Linked DNA regions of Zea mays: region 2 is linked to region 1. Evidence: chromatin contacts called from public Hi-C data. All regions are on one chromosome and are shown on one strand. Each heading gives the region's core, a stretch centred on a gene start, on an enhancer-like site or on the middle of the called end of the contact. The rest is flanking DNA. Distances are from core to core; before and after follow the strand shown.

Evidence for each region. Hi-C and Micro-C count contacts between places; a contact is called where the count stands out from the background.
Region 2: a contact with region 1 is called in a Hi-C map of leaf, with 3 times the contacts expected there. The contact joins the promoter of LOC111589298 here to the promoter of LOC100272540 in region 1. A contact is called at or near these places in 3 of 25 Hi-C or Micro-C datasets (leaf and root tip).

Annotation. Positions count from the first base shown.
Region 1 is chr5:3,057,734-3,064,239 of Zm-B73-REFERENCE-NAM-5.0, reverse strand. It overlaps LOC100272540 (Protein FLC EXPRESSOR), which reads right to left and starts at 1,839. Exons shown (of 4, transcript NM_001147008.1): 1 at 1,168-1,839. The coding sequence starts at 1,763.
Region 2 is chr5:2,912,264-2,919,523 of Zm-B73-REFERENCE-NAM-5.0, reverse strand. It overlaps LOC111589298, which reads left to right and starts at 5,289. Exons shown (of 1, transcript XM_023300099.2): 1 at 5,289-5,965. The coding sequence starts at 5,368. The coding sequence ends at 5,649. It overlaps LOC100191263, which reads left to right. Exons shown (of 5, transcript NM_001136697.1): 4 at 4,182-4,368; 5 at 4,468-4,788. The coding sequence ends at 4,618.

The sequences.
Region 1 (6,506 bases), core at 590-3,089:
ATGGTCTGGAACCCAAAGATTTTGTATTTGCGTATAAATAATTTGGCTCCAACCAATTAGTTTTTTTTAAAGATGCAGGTATGATATATATATATATATATCGATCTAGATCAGTTTTATGCCAACTATGAGCTAGCACGTCTGGCAAAAAAAATGTTCACGCAGGAGTAAATGCAAAACCCATAACTGATTTGACATTTCCCCACATATTCTAATACTACAGGGCTATTAGATTAGGTTTCAATACTTAGCCAAAACAAGCTACACTCCTTATGTGTCTGGAGACATTGAAGGATGAAATGTGTGGTGGGATGGCCTGCGTGCAGACGGAAATATTGAAGTTGAAGCATGAAATGTGTGGTGGAATGGCTTGCATGTAGACTTCACATATTTTCCTCAACAAAGAGAAGAATCATGTTCGATTCACCCAAAATGTGAAACATCCTTAGTAGATGTGAATAGCACAAAAAAATAATTGTCTACTATGCATCTCAATCTCAATAACCAGTCCAAAGCTTAAATCACAACTCGTAATAGAACCAGATTACTCTGATTAGATCCTTATGCACATGTTATTAGTTATTACCAGTGTATACCGGGATGCTACTGCTGCAAATCTACTTGTATCATTCAATCCAAAACGCATTAGCTCAGAAGTCAGAACATGTAATCATGAAAACATTAACAGACTGTCAACTCATACTGCATACAAACATAAAAAGGCTTTAGGAGACAAGGTTAACCAATACAATGGCATCTAAAAAAGGCGACCCTTCAAAGTCACCTCACAGGGCATTGTCAGCATGTTGTAGGCATACCCTGTGAAACTGGCATGGTGACAGTGTAAAGGCTTCCTTGGACAAAGCAGCTTGCTTAAGGAGCAACAAATGCTTAGTTCTCATTTACATGCAACAGCTCTCTGAAACAGATTTGTTACCAGGTTTGAGGAGCAGCTGCGGAACAGAGATATCCTAGTCATCCTACACAAGGTGTCGCATGTTCTTGTATTTTACAAGCTTCACAAGCTAACTATCAAAATGCATGACTGTTTTCAATAAGCAATAGGTCAACAAGCGAGGAGAGCTCAAAACAAGGTAGAAAAATCACGAAATCGCATATTATCAGTGAACATTAAACCAGAGTGATTAAATGAAGCAACACCGATACCTGCCCTTCTGGATCTCCCGGCGCATGGTTTCAATCTGGGCACGGACGGAATCGGTCTTACTCGCCTCAGCCTTCTTGTGCGCGAGCTTCTCCCGTAGGCCCTGGAGCCGGTTGACAAGGTCAGTGCGCGCCGCGACGAGCACCTGGACGTCGGCGTGAACCTGGTCGACCTCCGCGCGCGCAGCGGCGACGGCCCGCGCCTCGGCCTCTATGTGGGCCGCCTGGTCGGCCAGCGCTCGCACCTCGACCTCCCGCTCGGCGCGCGCCCTGGTGGCAGCGACGGAGACCGCCCGGAGCTCGTGCTGCGCCGCGATAAGCTGCTGCTGAAGCGCGACGTGCGTGGCGGCGAACCGCTGGTTGTCGACGAGGAGCTCCTGGATGTCCTGGTCCCGGGCTACGAGGCGCTCCTCGATAAGGGCGAAGGCCGGGTGCGAGGCGGATGCGCTCGAGGGGGCGGCGCGAGGGTGCTGCGCGAGGATGCCCTCATCGCGCGACGGCGCGGGGATGGCGGCCGGTGCGGTCCCCGGCGCCCGGCCGAGGAGGGGCGGGTTGGGATCGTGGAGCTTGATGACGTGGGGCCCGCGCCGCGCGGCCATCGGAGGCGGCGCGACTGGCGGCGCTGAGGATTGGAGCTCGGTCTGGGATTTGGGTGGATTGGTTGCTCGTCAGTCGTCACAGCGAGGGGCAACCGGGCAACAGAGACGAGAGGGAAAAAAAGTAGGTGCAATTATGTCTATGTCACCGTCTTGACATCAAACTATGTTCGTTTGGATTTTTTTTTCGCCATATGTTTGGATGCGCGTTAGGTTTATTTATTTTATAAAATAAATAAAAATAGTTAATTGAAATAAGGGGCTATTATGTTCTAATTGTAATTTTGTCTATCAAACATTGTGATTTACCTATAAAATGTAGGTTCGACCTAAAAGTGAGGAATAAAGTGCACATGATGACTCACACCGAATCAATGAAGGCACTAAGTGATAACAACTATGACAGTGATTTAGTCATATCCTTCGACTCTGTATTATTTTCTCTAACTCTGAATATGACCCTGGCAACAAAATATTTGATGAGGATGTTGCGATGATACCTCTACCTTTGTATATGATGTGAATAACCCTTGTATTGATAAGGGTATGGTGTTCCCATATGTGGTGTGTGCAGTAACTCGTCGTGTGTTTTATGTGATTATGTTTACGAGACAATTAAGAAGTGCAAGAAAAGGTTTAGAGCAAAATGCAAGAGAACATATAAGGGTTGTAAGTGATAGCTTTTTGGATCATAAAAAAGTACATCGATTGTGTGGTAAATAAGCATGTCAATTATGCATCTTGTATTCTTTTTGCATCAATTAGCAAGTCATAATTTGGCTGCAAGTGATAATCCTTTGTACTCTGTGTTGTAGGTGAAGCTAAATGGACAAAGACACGACCTTTTCATACTCACAAGAAAAAAACATCGGGTAAGAATCAAACCTACACGCATGCCCGTAGGTACAAATTCACATCCAAACCCACACTTTATATGTATTTATCACAAACACATGGATAAAATGTGCCTGTTGACATCCCTACTCAGGACCAACATGCCTCTAGCTTGAACCCTTTGCTTTATTCATCAAATTTCTGTCAAGTACTTGTAGTACATTTGTGTCGCACCACAGCGACACTTTGTTATTGCCCTTAGCATAAAAATATAGTCAATGAGTGTTTTGCAATCATCGTGCTATGAGAAGAGTGAAAATGGCTTAGAGGGGGTGTGAATAGACTAAACCTGAAAACTATCACCACAAACTTCAAGATAATGTCAAATTTACAGATCAACTCGTGCAGGTCAGTTCAACTGCTATAAAGGCAAGTTGAACTACTCTGAACTAGTCCAACTGCTAGAATAAATCTAGGCTTTGAACTACGTGGAAATACAACGAGGGATCTATTAGAATGGAAAACGCGGGGGATAAACTAAATGTGGATGGTGAGAAATACAAAAGTTAGGGCCTGTTTGGTTTGATGCCTAATTTGCCACAATTTACCTAACTTTTCTGCCTAAGGTCAGTTCTTCAATTCAAACAATTAACCTTAGGCAAAGTGTGGCACATTTAGCCACGAACCAAATCGTGTGATCCACGTGAGAAATACCCGCCACCATCTTATTGGAGAAATTCCTAACAATCAAAGTTTCAACATGCCTATGCTTCAGTGGGAACTTCTATGCAGAATATGGATCCCTTGGAAAGGCATCATGCAAGAGTGATGTGTTCGGCTTTGGAACCATGCTCTTTGAAGTTTTCACTGTGAAAAGGCTGAAAGGGAATTAGGCTTATACCTATTTCCTAAACTAATTTTGGTGGTTGAATTGCCCAACACAAATAATTGAACTAACTAGTTTGCCCAAGTTTATAAGTTCTACAGGTACCAAAGGTTCACCATAAGCCAATTAAAAGACCAAGAAAAAAGGTTCAAACAAAGGAGCAAAGGGACAACCGAAGGCATCCTGGTCTGGCGCACCGGACTGTCCGGTGCACCACCGGACAGTGTCCGGTGCACCAGGGAAGATCGACTTCAAACTCTTCACCTTCGGGAATACTCGGAGCCAGCGCGCTATAATTCACCGGACTGTCCGGTGTACACCGGACAGTGTCCGGTGCTCCAAGAGGAGGCGGCTCCGAACTCGTCAGTCTCGGGAATTCGCATCGGCTGCTCCGCTATAATTCACCGGACATGTCCGGTGTACATCAGACTGTCCGGTGTAACTGCGGGACAATGGCTACTTCAGGCGCCAACGGCTACCTGCAGCGCATTAAATGCGCGCCAGCGTGCGCAGAGGTCAGGCACGCCCATGCTGGCGCACCGGACACTCCACAGTGCATGTCCGGTGCGCCACAGGACATCCAGGAGGGCCCAGCAGTCAGAGCTCCAACGGTCGGAACCCCCACGGCCTGGTGACATGGCTGTCGCACCGGACATGTCCGGGGTGCACCGAACTGTCCGGTGCGCCATACGACAGACAGCTTCCACTAAACGGCTAGTTTGGTGGTTGGGGCTATAAATACCTCCAACCACCCCACATTCAAGTCATCCAAGTTTTCCACTTCTCAACCACTTACAAGAGCTAAGCATTCAATTCTAGACACACTCAAGTGATCAAATCCTCTCCAATTCCACACAAGGCTTTAGTGATTAGCGAGAGAGATTTGTCGTGTTCTTTTGAGCTCTTGCGCTTGGATTGCTTCTTTTCTTTCTCACTTGTTCTTGTGATCAAAACTCCATTGTAACCGAGGCAAGAGACACCAATTGTGTGGTGGTCCTTGCGGGGAAGTTTTGTTCCCGATTTTGATTTGAGAAGAGAAGCTCACTCGGTCCGAGGGACCGTTTGAGAGAGGGAAAGGGTTGAAAAAGACCCGGTCTTTGTGGCCTCCTCAACGGGGAGTAGGTTTGCGAAAACCGAACCTCGATGAAACAAATCCACGTGTCACACTCTTCATTTGCTTGCGATTTGTTTTGCGCCCTCTCTCTCTCGGACTCATTATTATTTCTAACGCTAACTCGGCTTGTAGTTGTGATTAATTTTGTAAATTACAGTTTCGCCCTATTCACCCCCCCCTCTAGGCAACTTTCAATTGGTATCGGAGCCCGGTGCTTCATTAGAGCTTAACCGCTCGAAGTGATGTCGGGAGATCACACCAAGAGGGAGATGGAGACCGGCGACAAGCCCACTACAAGCCACGGGAGCACTTCATCGGAAGAGTCCCGTACCAAGAGGAAGGAGAAAAAGAAGGACTCCTCCAACAAAGGGAAGGGGAAGGAGAAGAAATCTTCTTCCCACAAGTCGCATCGGAGAGGCGACAAGCACAAGAGGATGAGGAAAGTGGTCTACTATGAGACCGACTCTTCATCACCATCGACCTCCGACTCCGATGCGTCGTCCGTAACTTCTAAGCGCCAAGAGCGCAAGAAGTATAGTAAGATCCCCCTACGCTACCCTTCAAAACGTACTCCTTTACTCTCCGTTCCATTAGGCAAACCACCGGTTTTTGACGGTGAAGATTATAATATGTGGAGTGACAAAATGAGGCATCATCTAACCTCACTCCACACAAGCATATGGAATGTTGTTGAGTTTGGTGTACAGGTACCATCCGTAGGGGATGAAGACTACGACTCGGACGAGGTGGCCCAAATCCACCACTTTAACTCCCAAGCAACCACTATACTTCTCGCCTCTCTAAGTCGAGAGGAGTATAATAAGGTGCAAGGGTTAAAAAGTGCGAAGGAAATTTGGGACGTACTCAAGACCGTGCACGAGGGAGACGAGGTGACAAAGATCACCAAGCGGGAGACGATCGAGAGGGAGCTCGGTCGCTTCATGCTTCACCAAGGGGAGGATCCACAAGCTATGTACAACCGCTTGAAGACCTTGGTGAATCAAGTGCGCAACCTCGGGAGCGAAAAATGGGATGACCATGAGATGGTCAAGGTTATTCTTAGATCCCTCGTATTTCTTAATCCTACACAAGTTCAGTTAATTCGAGGTGATCCTAGATATAAGCTAATGTCCCCCGAGGAAGTGATAGGAAAATTTGTGAGCTTTGAGCTAATGATTAAAGGCTCAAAGAAAATCATCGAGCAAGTGAAAGGGAAATGTGCCTTTGGGCCATTTCTAAGTATTTTGGTGATTGAGTGCCAACACAAGTGTTTAAATGTGAATCTATGCCCATGGGTGAACAAAGTGCAAATCAAGAGCAAAGGTATGTTTCGAAGTCCTAGTACATTGGTTTTGTGTACTAATATACTTGTCTAAGTATCAGAAACAGAAAGAAGAAGAAAAGAGAAGAGTTGGCTGTATACAGCCAAGAGGCTGTTTCGGTCTGGAGCACCGGACTGTCCGGTGGTGCACCGGACAGTGTCCGGTGCGCCAGGCTGGCTCGAGCGAAGTGACCGCTCTCGGGAATTCGCCGACGACGTACGGCTAAAATTCACCGGACTGTCCGGTGTGCACCGGACTGTCCGGTGAGCCAACGGTCGGCCGCGCGATCTGGGCGGGACACGTGGCCGAGCCAACGGTCGGAAGGGGGCACCAGACTGTCCGGTGTGCACCGGACATGTCCGGTGCGCCAACGGCTCCCGCATCTGCAACGGTCGGCTTCGCCATTTAAGGAAGGAAATCGGGCACCGGACAGTGTCCGGTGTGCACCGGACTGTCCGGTGCGCCCGACGACAGAAGGCAAGGATGGCCTTCCAGATTTGTTCTCAACGGCTCCTAGCTGCCTTGGGGCTATAAAAGGGACCCCTAGGCGCATGGAGGAGAACACCAAGCAACCTTAGAGCATTCTTGAT
Region 2 (7,260 bases), core at 4,040-6,539, 150 kb after region 1:
CTAAGTCTGGACAATTTATTGGTAAAGGCTATGATTGCGGAGGCTTGTTCCGCTTTTCTCTGTTAGATTTTAATAATAAGTCTGTGAACCATATTTGCGCTAATGTTGATGATCTTGCGAGTATTTGGCATTCTCGTTTGTGTCATATTAATTTTGGCTCTATGTCTCGGTTTGCAACCATGAGTTTAATTCCGAATATCACCATAGTCAAAAGTTCTAAGTGCCATAGTTGTGTGCAGTCGAAGCAACCTCGAAAGCCTCACAAGGCTGCTGAGGAGAGACACCTGGCACCTCTAGAACTCATACATTCTAATCTTTGTGAGATGAATGGTGTGTTGACAAAGGGTGGTAAGAGATACTTCATGACATTGATTGATGATGCGTCTAGATTTTGCTATGTATACTTGCTAAAAACTAAAGATGAGGCTTTAGACTACTTTAAAATCTATAAGGCTGAAGTTGAAAACCAACTAGAGAGAAAGATCAAACGTCTTAGATCAGATCGTGGTGGCGAGTTCTTTCCCAAAGTCTTTGATGATTTCTGTGCAGAACATGGCATTATTCATGAGAGGACTCCTCCCTATTCACTCGAGTCAAACGGGATTGCTGAAAGGAAAAACCGTACGTTGACTGACCTGGTGAATGCCATGTTAGACACTTGTGGTTTATCTAAGGCATGGTGGGGGGAGGCAGTCCTGACTTCATGTCATGTTCTGAATAGAATTCCTATGGGCAAAGAATAGAAAACCCCTTATGAGAAGTGGGTTGGGAGAAAACCATCACTTTCATACTTGCGCACTTGGGGGTGCATGGCGAAAGTCAATGTACCAATTAATAAAAAGCGCAAGCTTGGTCCAAGGACAGTGGATTGTGTCTTTCTTGGATATGCTTCGTGTAGCATAGCATATAGATTTTTAGTAGTTAAATCTAAAGTTCCTGATGTGTATGTTGATACTATTATGGAATCACGTGATGCTACTTTCTTTGAACATATATTTCCAATGAAAGACATTCATAGCAATTATAGATACTCTTTCGAGATAACTCCTGAACATAGTACACCTATTGAGAGTTTTGAACAGCAACATGAAATTGTCCTAGAGGAGGATGACAATGATGCTCCTAAAAGGAGCAAGAGACAAAGGGTTGAAAAATCCTTTGGTGATGATTTCATTGTGTACCTTGTGGACGATACTCCTACTACCATTGCAGAAGCATTTGCATCTCCAGATGCAGATGATTGGAAAGAAGCAGTTCATAATGAGATGGACTCCATTCTTTCAAATGGTACGTGGGAAGTCACTGATTGACCCTATGGATGCAAACATGTGGGTTGTAAGTGGGTGTTTAAAAAGAAGCTCAAGCCTGATGGTACAATTGAAAAGTATAAGGCTAGGCTTGTGGCTAAAGGCTATACTCAGAAAGAAGGAGAAGACTTCTTTGATACTTACTCACCTGTTACTAGAATGACCACTATTCGAGTACTACTTTCTTTGGCTGCCTCGTATGGTCTCCTTGTTCATTAGATGGATGTAAAGACAGCTTTTCTTAATGGAGAGCTGGACGAGGAAATCTATATGGAACAACCTGATGGATTTGTAGTAAAGGGTCAAGAAAGCAAGGTGTGCAAGTTATTGAAATCTTTGTATGGTCTGAAGCAAGCACCAAAGCAGTGGCATGAGAAGTTTGACACGACTCTAACGTCTGCAGGCTTTGCCATTAATGAGGCAGACAGGTGTGTATATTATCGCTGTGGTGGGGGCGAAGGAGTTATATTGTGCTTATATGTTGATGATATATTGATATTTGGCACACATAATGATGTGATCAATGAAGTCAAGTCTTTTCTATCAAAGAGTTTTGATATGAAAGATCTGGGAGAAGCTGATGTGATTCTAAACATCAAGCTGATTAAGGCAGATGGTGGGATTACTCTCTCGCAATCTCACTATTTTGAAAAGGTTTTGAAGCGATTTGGCTTCTCTGAGTGCAAACCTTCTCCAACACCTTATGATCCCAGTGTGACACTGCGAAAGAACAAGAGAATTGGTTTAGATCAATTGAGATACTCTCAGATTGTCGGTTCACTCATGTATCTTGCTGGTGCAACAAGGCCCGATATCTCGTTTGCTGTGAGCAAATTGAGTAGGTTCATGTCAAACCCCGGGACTGATCATTGGCATGCACTTGAGCGGGTTATGCGCTACCTGCAAGGTACAATGAGTTATGGAATTCACTATTCTGGTCAGCATGCAGTACTTGAAGGATATAGTGATTCGAACTGGATATCTGATGCAGACGAGCTTTATGCCACTAGTGGTTATGTCTTTACTATTGGTGGAGGTGCGATATCATGGAGGTCATGCAAGCAGACCATTTTGACGAGGTCAACCATGAAAGCCGAGCTAGCTGCACTTGACACAACAACCGTTGAGGCAGAATGGTTGCGTGAACTCTTGATGGACTTGCCGGTGGTTGAGAAACCAATACCAGCTATCCTTATGAACTGTGACAATCAGACAGTGATTGCTAAAGTGACGAGTTCTAAGGATAATGGAAAGTCATCAAGACATGTCAAAAGACGATTGAAGTCTGTCAGAAAGTTGAGAAACTCCGGAGTTATAAGTGTGACTTATATTTCAACAGATAAAAATCTGGCAGATCCTTTTACCAAGGGACTATCACGTAATGTGATAGAAATCGCATCGAGAGAGATGGGTATGAGACCTGAATAAAGTTGCCATGGTGGAAACCCAGTCTATGTGATCGGAGATCCCGTGAATTAGGTCCTGGGAAGAACAAGCCATTGGTGAACTGAGGAGAGTAACCTTTGACCCTCTCTAAGCAAAGATGCAATACTCTCAAATACTGTAAGACAGGTTGGCTTTGTGCCTTAATGTGTTCTGTTGGCTTGTATTAGCAAAGATGTGTCCTGCAGAACATTCTTGAAAGAACACACCTATATGAGTTAGACTGTCTAACGTCACAGTTTATGAGATCTGGGTGATCTCTAGTAAACTCATGAAGAGACCTTGGAGTACGACGTATATGCTCCACCCGAGAAGGGGACTACTGGTAGCCAAGTACTGGTCATGACTTCATGTGAAACCCATTCACGCAAAACTTGCAATTCAAGGCATAGTCCATTGTCCAAGTTGTGAGTTGGTGTAGCTTGGAGTTTTAGGCGGAAGTTCAACTTAACAGTCTCTGCTGAAAAACTAGTATATTAAACAGTAGTGAACAGTGGCGGAAAAATGCAGATGGGCATTTGAGATCTGGTGGGGATTGTTAGGATTTATGGGCTTGGTCCAGTTAAGAAATTCAAATAAATCTCAGGAAAATCTCAAAAGCCCATACAAGTGGATGACTAGGGAATAGGTGGAACCAATAGCACCATATTGCTAGTTTTAGTGAAGTAGAGCTAGCTTAAATATGGAAGCCACACTCACTCACCAAGTCATGGATGGGAGGAGAGAGTGTGGAGAGCCACACGCGCGCGCTCGCTCGCCTCGCCTGGCCTGGCCGGGGCGGGGCGGGGCGAAGGGCGCGGGCGCACGACATGCGCGTGAATGGTCCGCCGAAATCCGGCCCCTCGCCTTGCGGGGGCGCGGCTAACTTTTGCCGTTTGATTTTTTGGTGGCTGTTACGTTTATCCTAACCGATCGCTATAAAATCTCAACTGATTGCGAGATTTTGTGGGCGGATAAGATCGAAGGTCGCGGACTCGGCCCTATAAAAGGAGCTCGGCAGCCAGCCTCCAAATCATCCCAGTTCGCTTTCGCCTCTCTTCACAGCTGAGCCGCCTTCCAGTTCTCTTCATTCCGACCGCAGAGGTGCATCTGCGATCAGGAGAGCAGGTCTCCGGAAACCTTCGCCTTCTAGATCATGTACCAGGAGAGGGCGAATAAGGTTTTTGGGAAGCGTCTTCACGCGACTGCTCGTGATCTTCTGACCTCGTGGACCCTGCTGATTTCGCTACTTCGACGTCGTCGATCATGCTTATTCCGGCGCGCGCCATCTATTAGTATGTCTAATCAGTTCGCATCATCTGATTTGACTTTTTACTTCAGTGCTTCTGATTTTGTCATGATTTATATTCAGAATTTAATCTAAAATTTGTCTAATTATTCAATAATGAAGAAGAAAATAAAGGATGGATGCCGGCCTGTTCGTCGTCGCAGGTTGCACGGAGGAGTACAGGGACATCTGGATGGGGGCGGTGCATGTGCACGACGCCGCCATGGCGCATATCCTGGTGTTCGAGAGCCCGGCAGCGTCCGGGAGGCACATCTGCGCCCAGTCCATCTCCCACTGGAGCGACTTCGCGGCCAAGGTCGCCGAGCTGTACCCTGAGTACAAGGTGCCCAAGTAAGCGACCCGACCAGACCATGTCCTGTGACTGTGAAAATGAAAACCTGGATATAGATAGAGCATTGCTTAGCTTAAATTAAGTTGCGTACGTTGCAGGTTCCCCAAGGATACCCAGCCTGGGCTGGTGCGACAGGGAGCCGAGGAGGGGTCCAAGAAGCTCGTCGCGTTGGGGCTGCACTTCAGCCCTCTGGAGAAGATCATCAGGGACGCTGTGGAGGCCCTCAAGAGCAGAGGCTACATTTCGTAGCTAGCCGACCGACGGCAGCTATAGTGGAGTAGTATGCCTGTCGAATTTCGATTCCCAAGTGGCAAATTCTGCAAAACGAGTTCGCCAATATGAACAATAAATAAAGAACGTTGTGATAAAATAAAGCAGATTTTCTGTTGCATTTGGCCCTTCAAAGCATCCGTGGTGGTAAGATTTCCTATCTGTCCTGGTCGGTCGGGCCTGAGCACCTTTTTTTTCTTTAGACAGTATATATATAGTTATTACCTGTTAGAATACCCTGCTTTTTCACCACCTAGGGATTGTTTTATTATATTGCTATAGTGCAAATTGGTTGATCCAAATTAAAACAGGATCTAAAATGGTCGACAGGCTAAGTTTATAATGAACACACACCAAAAAAAAAATCAAGGTGGAATGTGTCCGCAATCGACGCTGCGATTTCGAATGCTAAATAAAGGTAAATCGGTGTTGCGAGACTTGTATAAACACGGACGGACGTAGAAGAGAAGCCATTATGCGTGGCAGGCAGCAGAGCACAAGAGCTATTCAAAGCCGCGGCAACGGAGGGCTGCAATTCACAAACCCCAAAATTAGGTCACCCCGGCCACTTTCAACGCGAACACCGCAAACGGCCATGGATCCCGGCACTATAAAAACCTCACCGTCAGCATTCGAGATGAGCCAGGAACAAAGGAAAGCAATCACAGCCGGACGATCCGAGCAGAGAAGGGGAGGTACCTGCTACGACTAGCTAGATTCCACGCGCGATGGCGCCCACCAGGATCCGCGTGGCCTTGCTGAGCTTGGCGCTGGTGGGGCTGCTCATCTGCCACCTCGCCACCACCGCCTCCGCCGGCAAGAACAGAATCCGCATCCTCGACAGCGTCGACGACTCGGCCGGGGACAACAACAGCTCCGACGCCTCGGCCGGGGACAACAGCACCGACTCCGAGTCGGAAGGCCGCGTCGTCTATTCCGACATGAAGCTGGCTGATGAGACGGGATCTGCGCCGGCTCCGGCACCGGCGCCGGGGCCGACGACCAGTTGAAGCGAGGAAGGTGGCCAAAACTGAGGGCCCGGCTACTATCTTTTGCTATAACTAAAGATAGGGCCAAGTTTAATTTCTCCGATAAATTCTGTCCGAGCAAAAAGTATGATGGGGTTTTTAGTCGAGATGGTAAATAATGTATGACGCGCGTGTGGACCAAGAGTCATGGCTTGCTGTACTTGTGGTTTCTGAGCTGCAACACTCAATCGACTACTAAACTAAGGTAATAACTAGGTTAGTGCCCGTGCGTTGCAACGGAAACATATAATATCATGATAATTTAAAGAGAACCCAGAGAACAATCCTGATTGTACTATTGTATATATTGGCAACCTTGGACATGAGGTAGAACCAAATTACTGCATAACCATGTTCATCGTTCCAATTTGTTCTAGCTCTCCGTGGAGCACATTGTCCCTTCGTATCGGAGGACGGAGAACCGGCTGATTCTCAGAGAACGCCGGTGGGGCAGAGGAAAAAGGACGGAGGGAGAACTCACCTCGACGAAAACCAATGTGACGAGGGCGGACGCGAGGTGACGGTGGAGTAGATGAACAGTCAGGGTGCGAGCACGCCTCATTTACAAATCTCTCATTACCGATTTGGGATCCTACAGGCCTCAAATTCTCTCCCGGCAGGTAGATTCCCGTACTTTGGTATTTTTGTTTGATAGATACATGCCAGCTGCATGCTGGCGCTATATGACAACCATACAATGTTTCTGGTATCAACCTGTTAGTGTTTTAGGCAACGACAAAAGCAACGGTGCTAGCGTTCATAAATATTCTTCAGTACATGGCTCTTCTCCAATTCTTAACTCTTTGATCCCAAGCCTAAACCCAACAATAACGGTTTGCGTCCCTATCAACAGTTCGTGCAAAATTTTGGATCCAATGCCCACATGTCATCGGTTCTACTCTTAATGAGACATAGTTTTCGAAAAGGAAACATAACTAACATAAATCAAATTGGTAAGCAAACTCTACAACGCAAAATGGTACGGAGTCATGAATTAGAAGGTCTCGACAGTTGGGTTGCAACATTTTTTCTTTAAAATTGACAACCAGTAAGTAACATCAAAGAATCATGTAGGGTTTCAACAGTTAGCCTAGACATATTTATGTGTGCCCAGATATCAATTTGATTAAGCAGGATATCAAGAACATAGCAAAGCACTCATCAAGCTTACCTTTCTACATTGTAGGAAGAAGAACGTTTAAGCGCCGGATACCTCTTAGCCGGACCATCTCTTTGCGTCTTCTTGGTCTCAACAAGGCTCCCGCTGAAGTACTCCTGCTCCTACAGCTTTATCCCCATCAACTTGGGGTTTTCTGAGAGACAGTCGAGCTCGCCCATCATCATGGTGCGCGAGATCAGCGGCGAGGGGAGCAACCTAAGGTTCGGGAACCTCGGCTTGCACATCTGAACGACCCCAGCGTTCCCGTGATCCTTCACCGAGAGCGAGCCACAGGTGATGAGCTGCATCAGCACGCTCACCGGCCTCAGCTTCAGGCAGGCGCGCGCGCCGACGTCTTCCTCTTTGAGGATCCTGAAGCTGTCCATCATCACGTTGTCCGGGCGTATCAGTCACTCTAGTAGTTAATCCTTAAC